Regions from separate parts of the Macaca mulatta genome. Here regions 1 and 3 are each linked to region 2. The links are chromatin contacts, called in public Hi-C maps. All regions are on one chromosome and are shown on one strand. The core of a region is the stretch at or near the end of the contact, and the rest is flanking DNA. Distances in the headings are between cores, read along the strand shown. Region 1 has its middle 280 kb from the start of CMPK2. Region 2 holds the start of SOX11 (SRY-box transcription factor 11). Region 3 has its middle 650 kb from the start of SOX11.

What was found. A called contact is a pair of places that touch in the nucleus more often than the background predicts.
Region 1: a contact with region 2 is called in a Hi-C map of fetal cortex germinal zone, with 2.9 times the contacts expected there. The contact joins the enhancer-like site here to the promoter of SOX11 in region 2. A contact is called at or near these places in 2 of 14 Hi-C or Micro-C datasets (fetal cortex germinal zone and fetal cortical plate).
Region 3: a Hi-C map of fetal cortical plate shows a contact between it and region 2, with 4 times the contacts expected there. The contact joins the enhancer-like site here to the promoter of SOX11 in region 2. A contact is called at or near these places in 2 of 14 Hi-C or Micro-C datasets (fetal cortex germinal zone and fetal cortical plate).

What each region holds. Positions count from the first base shown.
Region 1 is chr13:118,253,399-118,256,881 of T2T-MMU8v2.0, reverse strand. No RefSeq gene overlaps it. Among named protein-coding and RNA genes, the nearest start is that of CMPK2, 280 kb to the right of the region's middle. Within about 2 kb of position 1,976, at least 4 of the 40 cell types and tissues checked have an H3K27ac peak or open chromatin away from gene starts, as enhancers often do. A contact at or near this core is called in fetal cortex germinal zone, where this site is marked.
Region 2 is chr13:119,133,401-119,136,573 of T2T-MMU8v2.0, reverse strand. SOX11 (SRY-box transcription factor 11) reads left to right here and starts at 1,513. Exons shown (of 1, transcript XM_077960218.1): 1 at 1,513-3,173. The coding sequence starts at 1,851.
Region 3 is chr13:119,787,956-119,791,356 of T2T-MMU8v2.0, reverse strand. No RefSeq gene overlaps it. Among named protein-coding and RNA genes, the nearest start is that of SOX11, 650 kb to the right of the region's middle. Within about 2 kb of position 2,121, at least 8 of the 40 cell types and tissues checked have an H3K27ac peak or open chromatin away from gene starts, as enhancers often do. A contact at or near this core is called in fetal cortical plate, where this site is marked.

The sequences.
Region 1 (3,483 bases), core at 727-3,226, 880 kb after region 2:
TTGTTTCATTTTTACTTTTCTGTATAACCCTAATTTTCTTCAAGCTAAAACAATATAATTGTTCTGTCAAGAAAATCAAATGGATTACAGCCACATGGTGTGTCTTCTGTGAATGAACATCAGAGAGTTGCTGTGTGCTGGGTTCAGTTTGGTGATCTTGCAAGGTGAGGGAGCTGAACTGCATCTCTGTCCCTGTCTCCTCATGAACCACTGATATTCCCTCAGCCCTTCAATAAGCAGAGGATGTACCAATTTGAGGATATTTCCCCCAGATTTTACCACGTTTGGGTTCATCTTTTCATTTAGCTATCTGTGCAAGAATTAAGCGTGTTTCCCCAAAGAGGCTTTTCCCAATCGCCCCTCTAAAATTACACATTCATTCCTTCACTTCACCATCTCAATTTGTTTGCTGCTTAGCAGCATTTGTAATTATTTTATTGACATACATTTATGTGTTTATTCTCGCTGGGCTATGAGCTCCAGGATGGTCAGGACTACTTCTGTTGTTTCATTCCCAGCAATTCCCTACACCTAAATCAGTGTCTGGTGCGATGATGGGAAAGAAGAGAAGCTGGCTGGGTGAATAAATAAGAGGTAGATTGAAAAGGAAGAATTGTCACAGTAGACATTTCCGTAGAAGCACTAACGTACTCAACAATGAGTTGCTGAATGTGGAATGATATTTTAGGTTTTTAAATAATATTTCAGTTGGTAAAGTGTTTCCATGTCCATTATCATCATTGGATGCTGTCAGCAGCCCTGGATAAGTGCAGAGGAAAGGCTCAGAAACATTCTGTGATTGATCCTAGGTCAACCAGCCAACAGATGACAGAGCCTGGAACCCTGGGCCTGCGTTCTTACAAACCACACTCCCTCCACTGCGCTGCAGCTGCCTCCTCTAAAAGACATTTTGTTCCTTGTCTCTACCAAAATTATTTATAATCTCTAGCACTTTGCTTCATTGCAGTAATAGCAATATTTGCACAAAACAAAACCATCTGATAAATCTACCAATGCCTTGGTTTGAGAGGCAGCTTTTTTCCCCTTTTCCTATCGCTGCTGCTACACGCAATGCTGTTTTGCCAAAAAGTGTCACATGGAACTAGCACCTACCCTACATCAATTGAACTTCTAGGTGCATTTAGACATTTAAAAAAAGTCATTTGCACTTGGATTAATTAATGTAGAGATTAACTTTTTTATGGATGCAGTATCATTTCTCAGCAGTCTAGGCATTCACATATTCACGAGTGACCATATCAGTAATACTCATATAAATCTGGAAGTGAATAAAATGAGCTGGGTCTGTCAGTGTCTTTTCTGAAGCAAGCAAACAAAAAGCTCACCTACTTCAGTGTGACCTACACGTCCAATTCCGTGGGATATTCTGAACTGTTGAGACTTATGCATGTGATGAAAATAGGAGAGATTTAGCAGTTCAACTGATTTAGGAGTTACCAGTTGAACTCCTAAATGTCTCCTGTTTTCATCACATTCATAAGCTCTCTAACAATGTGGTATGTGAATTCCTAGAAAACTACTTAATAACTAGAAAAGAGAGTTGTTTTCAGGGCCAACTTAAAGTAAATTAGGAGCTATGTCTTTATTTAAAACACACACACACACACACATGCCACGCTGAGGTATAACGGTCTTTTATTCAACGAAAGAAGGATCCTGACAAGAAGATCCTCATACCATATTCTCTGTTACAGCGCATGTTTTACTAAATCCTCCTTTCCTTCCAGAACTGTGAGACTTTGACAGCAAGTCACTTAACTCTGTCCAGCAGCAGCTGTGTGGGTTTTGCATAATTAATTATTTATACCAAGGCAGACACAGTAATTAACATCCAGATGAATATAATATTCTGATCAGAAATACTTTGCATTTCAGCCATCCCTCAAGCAAGTAGCTGTCAAAACCGGACTGTTTGACAGAGTGGGGCCTGCCAAAAACCTCCCAGACATCTGTTCTGTAACAAAAAGAACAGATTCTCAAAGCAGTGTGTACATATATTCACTGGTTTCAGTAGGCAAGGAATAGTTGATTACCTTTTCACAAATTCCGGTCAATTTTGTCTGGTTCCAAGAACATCACTCAGCATCTCACAGAAGGGCTGAATTTTAAATGAAAAGTCTATGTCTCTGTGGGTGCCAGCCTCGCAAATGCAGTCAAATAAAAAATCCTGTTCAGTTACTCTTCAGATCTGTGAATGGAAGTGTCATGACATTACTTTCATCCTTCCATGGCTAAAAAACCAATAGTCTATGAATTATTCTTAACAACCATGTAGTTCCTTGACACCAAATTATATTGCCACTTGTATAGAAAAATGGAAATATATGAACTGTATTAAAATTTGTAGATTTTTCAAGAAATAGTGGGACAACATCACCAACCGGCAGCTAGACTGTGTTTATGCAGATTAACGCAGGGCTTCCAATGCAGTTCACATTGCTTCCTGGACATAGTTGGATTTGGACGCTCCCCTGATCATTTTATCAATTCCAAGCAGAGTGGCCATTGCCAAGACATATAATTACTGCCCAGGGCTGGTGATTGTGACTAATATGACTAGATGGATTGGATTATTTATAACCCAATTAATTATTTTGATGTCTACCTGGAAATATGGATTGGGAATCAAAAGACCATGATACTAGTTTCAGTCCCATCTTTTAGGATCATTTTTACATTGGGCCAATCTCTGGACCACCGTAAGCATCAGCCTCGTCATGTGCAAAATGGGAATAGTTAATTTATCTTGTTTATAGATAATGTTTATAAAAGCTTTTTGAGAACTTTCGAGATCTAGGTTATAATATCAAATTCTGATGATAATACCAGATGTACATAAGGACGTTTTTGCTCCAGGGACACTGACACTTTTTTTTTTTACTTTCTAGTATCAGCTGGCTCATTTTTAAGATTGTTAGATGATTTAGCAAATAAAAATATAGGCTGGGCTGGGCGCGGTGGCTCAAGCCTGTAATCCCAGCACTTTGGGAGGCCGAGACGGGCGGATCACGAGGTCAGGAAATCGAGACCATCCTGGCTAACACGGTGAAACCCCGTCTCTACTAAAAAATACAAAAAACTAGCCGGGCGCGGTGGCGGCGCCTGTAGTCCCAGCTACTCGGGAGGCTGAGGCAGGAGAATGGCGTGAACCCGGGAGGCGGAGCTTGCAGTGAGCTGAGATCCCGCCACTGCACTCCAGCCCGGGTGACAGAGCGAGACTCCGTCTCAAAAAAAAAAAAAAAAAAAAAAAAAAAAAATACAGGCTGGGTGTGGTGGTTCATGCCTGTAATCCCAGCTCTCAGGGAGGCAGAGGCAGGAGGATAGTTTGAGCTCAGGAGTTCAAGACCTGCCTGGGCAATATAGTGAAACTTTGTTCGCCACAAAAAAAGAAAAAAATACAAAATGCTCAGGTCAATTTGAATTTCAGGTACAATAATTGAGTAATTTTTCAGTATAAGTATT
Region 2 (3,173 bases), core at 264-2,763:
AGGGATCCGGGCAGTGTCTTAAGAACTGCTCAAAGTTCCCAGATACCCAGCGCTGGGGGGTGTGGAGAAGGCGAGGATGGCGACAGACAATACCTAGGAAGCGGCGGTTTTCTTTAATTGCCCCCCGAATATCCGTAGAGGTAGCAGGGACTCAATAAAGAAACACAAAGGAGACGAACACGGCGCGATCGCCGGGGTCCGCGGCTGCTCTGTGGGGCCCAGCGCGCCCCCGGTCGCGGCTCCCCGGCCGCCAGCGCACCTTTCCACCTCCAGGGGAGATATTTAGACTGGAAACTCGAGTGCACCTTATTTTTCTCTTTGGTTTGTGAGTGACCCAGACGGCTTCTAGCTCACAATCGCACGATTTCAGGACGAGGCTGCCGGAGAAGCGCTGGCGACCGAGGATGGGGGAAGGACAAAGAGGAAGAGGAGGCCTGGGAAGGAGAAAGGAGCGGCGGAGGGGCGGGGAGAGGAGGGGAGGAGGGGGCGGGGAGAGGAGGAGCGGGGAGCAGAGGGAGAAGGGAAGGAGGGCGCCGGGCCCCTCGCGGGGACGCCGGGCGGGGCGCGGGCGTGCCGGAGCCTGCGGGACCCAGACCCCGCTCCGGAGCCAGCCCTGGGAGTGGCCAGCTTGAACCCGAGGGCCCCGCAGACCGTTACTCCGGCCCCCGCCCGGGGCGGGGCTCGCGGGGGCGCGGCGCAACCCAACCCGCACAGCCGCGTCCCCAAACACCACCGAGGAGGGAAAACAGACGGAGAAAAAGGACAAAACAGAAAAATGCAAACGGGGGAGGGAGCTCACCGCCTCTCGAGCTTTAAATTGATTTCTTTGCCTTACAAAAAGGGAGAAAGGGAAAAGGAGAGCAGAACCCACGTGCCGGGAAGGTTGTTGTCTTCAAGCGCCACCTTCCGTCGGCCAGGGCCGCCGCGGGGCTACCGGGCGGGCTCGGGGCCGGGACGCCGGGGAGCGGCCGAGCCCCGCGGGGGACTCGCCGGGGAGCAGCTGCGCCCACCCCGGGGCAGGCCGGGCGCGGCGGACTCCGAGCCGGGCAGAGGCCGCAGTCTCAGGCTGGGCGCGTTCCCGAGTGTGTGCACACGGGGAGTGAGCGCGCGCCGTCCGCTGTCGCCGTCGGGCCTCCCGGGGACTGGGCACAAAGGCGCGCGGGGCCTCTCCCGGGACCCAGTCCTCGGTTCGCGCCGGCGCCCGGACCAGCCCGGTTCGCCCCTGGCCGCACGCTCCCCGTGGTGCCGCGCGCCGCTTCCGAGCATCCCGGGGAGAGGCGCATCTGTGCACACACGCGGATTTTTTAAAAATAACATATTTCTAGACATGCCTCCTCTCCCCCCCACCCCCATCTTTGCAAAAGCAGCCCGGAGGGCGGGGTGGAGGGGCGGGGCCTCCGAGTTAATAAAGGGAGATGGGCGGAGCCGGCCCCCAGCCATTGGCTAGCCGGGGGAGTGATGTCACCCATATGACACCGTGATAACTAGTTGAGAGAGAGACCTCAACTTTTTGCAGAAGGAGCGCGCGCGCCTGGGAGAGCTCGGGGTCCGGCTCTTGCGGTGGGAGCCACGAGCCGGAGAGAGGGGTCCCGGGCTGCCTCGACCGCCGTCGCCACCGCCTCTCCTGTCGCGACCGCAGCTCCCAGCGCGCCGGCGGCCGTCGCCGCCGAAGCCACCGCAGCCGCTGTGTGCAGCCTGGAAGGGGGGGCGGGGGGGAGGGGGGGAGCCGCGAAAGCAGGGTGCCGAGGACTTTGCAACTTGCCCAGGAAGGTGGAGGGGTGGGAGGGGGAGGGGGACCTCCGCACGAGACCCAGTGGCCCGGGTTGGAGCGTCCAGCCCCGCAGCGGATCATGGTGCAGCAGGCGGAGAGCTTGGAAGCGGAGAGCAACCTGCCCCGGGAGGCGCTGGACACGGAGGAGGGCGAATTCATGGCTTGCAGCCCGGTGGCCCTGGACGAGAGCGACCCAGACTGGTGCAAGACGGCGTCGGGCCACATCAAGCGGCCGATGAACGCTTTCATGGTGTGGTCCAAGATCGAACGCAGGAAGATCATGGAGCAGTCTCCAGACATGCACAACGCCGAGATCTCCAAGAGGCTGGGCAAGCGCTGGAAAATGCTGAAGGACAGCGAGAAGATCCCGTTCATCCGGGAGGCGGAGCGGCTGCGACTCAAGCACATGGCCGACTACCCCGACTACAAGTACCGGCCCCGGAAAAAGCCCAAAATGGACCCCTCGGCCAAGCCCAGCGCCAGCCAGAGCCCGGAGAAGAGCGCGGCCGGCGGCGGCGGCGGGAGCGCGAGCGGCGGCGCGGGCGGTGCCAAGACCTCCAAGGGCTCCAGCAAGAAATGCGGCAAGCTCAAGGCCCCCGCGGCCGCCGGCGCCAAGGCTGGCGCGGGCAAGGCGGCCCAGGCCGGGGACTACGGGGGCGCGGGCGACGACTACGTGCTGGGCAGCCTGCGCGTGAGCGGCGCGGGCGGCGGCGGCGCGGGCAAGACGGTCAAGTGCGTGTTTCTGGATGAGGACGACGACGACGACGACGACGACGACGAGCTGCAGCTGCAGATCAAGCAGGAGCCGGACGAGGAGGACGAGGAGCCGCCGCACCAGCAGCTCCTGCAGCCGCCGGGGCAGCAGCCGTCGCAGCTGCTGAGACGCTACAACGTCGCCAAAGTGCCCGCCAGCCCCACGCTGAGCAGCTCCGCGGAGTCTCCCGAGGGCGCAAGCCTCTACGACGAGGTGCGGGCCGGCGCGACCTCGGGCGCCGGGGGCGGCAGCCGCCTCTACTACAGCTTCAAGAACATCACCAAGCAGCACCCGCCGCCGCTCGCGCAGCCCGCGCTGTCGCCCGGGTCCTCGCGCTCCGTGTCCACCTCCTCGTCCAGCAGCAGCGGCAGCAGCAGCGGCAGCAGCGGCGAGGACGCCGACGACCTGATGTTCGACCTGAGCTTGAATTTCTCCCAAAGCGCGCACAGCGCCAGCGAGCAGCAGCTGGGGGGCGGCGCGGCGGCCGGGAACCTGTCCCTGTCGCTGGTGGATAAGGATTTGGATTCGTTCAGCGAGGGCAGCCTAGGCTCCCACTTCGAGTTCCCCGACTACTGCACGCCGGAGCTGAGCGAGATGATCGCGGGGGACTGGCTGGAGGCGAACTTCTCCGACCTGGTGTTCACGTAT
Region 3 (3,401 bases), core at 872-3,371, 650 kb before region 2:
GTGTTGCTGAATGCTTCATGTGCATTATTTGACTTAGTCTTTTCAACAGCCGTGTTAGGTAACTATTATTATCACCATTTGCATAGTGTCAAGAATGTTACATTACTGTCTAAGGTCACACATCAACCTAGAGGAAAATCCAAAATTCTATTCTAAAGATCATCTATTAGGCCCTATGCTACATAATTTATTATTGAAGGGAATGCTCCATATCTACCCTGCTTATGACACAGGACCAACCCAACTAATACAGGTGAGTGCTGTTTGTAAACCACTAACTATAAACTATAAAATGTGAAGATTTTATTGGAATAGTACTTTGCCTTCTGAGACAGTTGCTATACAAAATAAATTTCTGACAGTTTTCCAAGCTTGTACAATTTTTGATGTTGGTTTTGATTTTATTATTTTTGTCTTTTCCTTTTGTAAGGTAGTCAGCTATATTTGCTTTTTGTTCTCAGTATTTCTATTTCTAGGTGCCCTTGTCACAACCTGCAGAACTTAATCTTTTGTGGGTGGAAAACTAGATAGTCAAAAGAAGTGCCGAGTAGATTTAAATGTGGAAAATATGAATTATGAAATACGGGTTACATGGGATTTGGAATATGAATTTTGAGTATAAAATATACTTTTACCCCATTTTAACAAAATCTATGTCCAGTTTCTCAAGAGTTGAGGTCAAAAGGACCACTTGCTTTTGAACAAATACGATTTAATTATATGGTAAAGCCAATGACCTATTAGTGACAAAATATCCCATGCAAATGTTTAGCATTAAAAATACTTTTACCAACAGACAACATAAAAACGACTGTGACTAATGTAAACTAGCATCAATATCTTGATTTTATCCTAAAAAAACAAAACAATATGAAAATCGCAGAAGGGGTACATTTTTTTCCCGTTAGCAATTTATGAGAAAACTGGAAATATAGATTATGAAGATTTTTGGAAAAAAGATAACTTCATTAAAATACTGCATAAACCAAAATGAAAATGAGAAGCCACAATTTCATTTCTGCAACTCCAGTTTTATGTCCGCCTTTAATTTGGGGAATCCAATTGCACGTAGGGAGAATTATACTATAATTTACTAAATGTGGCCATAATTTTCTTTCATTTTTGAGAGTACAATTGGCTTGCTTAGCCCACAATTACTTTAGTGTCCAATTGCCTACACAATTAATTGCAAATGTAAAATGTTACTGGGTAGAGGCTCTGGGAAATGTGTTCCTGATGCCTGCCAATGCCAATAGTTGCCCGATGAGGACCAAAAAATTCACTTTGAAGGACAGAGCTGGCTCTGCATACTGACAGAGACTAATATTATTAAAATTGCCTTTGAACATAGATTGCAAGCAAGACATTGGCAAAAATCAAAGTGTAATTAAGAGATTTAAATGTAGATTTCAAAGGAGACTTGTTGTTAGGGCTTTTTAGCCAGTGGAGGAAGGATTAGCAGAGACAGCAAGCAAAACAGATGTAAAAGATTCTTCTTTAATGAAGTGTTTCTGTGAGTTCGTCTCCAGAGTGTTGGGAAGCAACCAATAGGAACATTTTGACATTTTGACATTTCAACCAGCAGCTGGAAGAGAAGCCTCTGCTAGTTTTCAGCACCTTCCATCACACACCACAGGGTGTCAGAGAGGCTTTCACAGCAAAGGTGAGAGGTATTACATGCAATGGACCAGGCTAGACTTCACCATTTGAAAAAGTCCTGAGAATTGATAGCTTCTCACCCAGGTATGGTTGTTCATTTGCAATACTTCCAGAGTTTCTACTGTGTATATAAAGAAAAGAAAGAAAAAGCAGATTGCAAATACCTTTTATGTTCCTAGAGAGAGGACTGCATTTTGAACTGCATTTTGGGACCAGTTTAAATAATACATTTCTATTCGTGGATGTGAAAATAGGTTCAGAATTCAAAGAGGTTGCTGACCTATGATTTGGTGATATCATGATAAAATACAAATTACATTTTATTAGATAAAAGCAGCTTTAGCCTTTCTTCTACTTCAAGGCTATGGAAGAAAAAAAAAAAGTAAAACCGTACAATCTGCCATCTCATTCTCTCTGTGAACATTTTTCTCTTCCCAGTGCAATCGAAACACACATATGGTGCCCAGAATTAACATCATAAAAGGGATCCCATTGCTCTGCAGAGAAGACAGTAGTGAGTCATATTCTGAATCCATTTGCACAATTTAGGAATTCAATAGTTAAGGTCAACATACATATGTGAATTTTCATCTCTCACTCCCTCTCTCTCTAACCATGATTTCACACTCCAGTCGCAATCCAACACTACACATTCATTCTTGTTTTTCTTCCTTTCATATTTGCAATTCTTTTCTCCAGTGGTGAGAAAACCAACTCCTATTTTTTTATCTGATCAATTTCCCCTTATGCAAACAATGTCTTCTCACCTACAGGCACACCCCTATGTAGGAGCCCTCCTTACCCATCTACCCTAGCACATGAGTGTCGTGCTCACTCTCCTTGGGCTTCTGTCCTCTGCACCAGCTGTTTGTTTGGCTCTACATCCTCCTCACTCCCTTCTGATTCTGAGACGCCCCCTGCAGGAAATCTTAGCATGGATGCCCTTGCATGGGTACCTGAATACCCAGCTACATCCCCACACCTCACACTAGGCCACCCCCCTAGAGTGGACCTTCTTCTCACTCTGGTTGGGAGTTAACGCCTTGCCCTGGGCCACTGCTCCCTCCACTGCCGGACTAGTCTAGAAGCCTACTTTGCCCCATCTGATGGATTTTTGCACAAAATTCATCAGAAATAGAAGGGAAAGAAAGGAAAAGGAGAGAAGCTGGGAAAGAAGGAGATGGAGAGGTGAAGAAGAAGAAGAGGTAAGCTCACGGTAGACTTTTTGTGGATGAACTTCATCAGGTGAAGAAGTTCTTTTCTATGCTTTCATTACCAAAATGTGTTTGTGTGTGTGTGTGTGTATTTAACACAATTCACATACATTTTAAGTTTTATTAAAGCTTTTTTACTGTATAGAAATATTCTCATATGGCATTTCTCCTTTTCATACATTTAATGGGATGCAGAAGTCTGACTTTGTTAAGTATATTAAATAAGTTAAACTCTTGTCTACATTTGTATTTGTCTTCTTTATTATTATTGATATGCTATAGTTCTTTATATAGTCCGGGACTAGTTCTTGGTTGACTATACGTGTTGCAATATTTTTCTCCCATTCTGTGACTTCTAATCTGTTAATGTATTTTCTGACATTTATTGACTTTCAAAAGTTAAATCAGGTATGGATTACAGGGGACTGGAAGCAGGGAGATGTAACTGCGTTGGGTTTGGATCGTAATCTGGAAAGACACTATCTTGAATGCCATAATCCCAAATGTTGAAATCTCTAAAGATGAGAA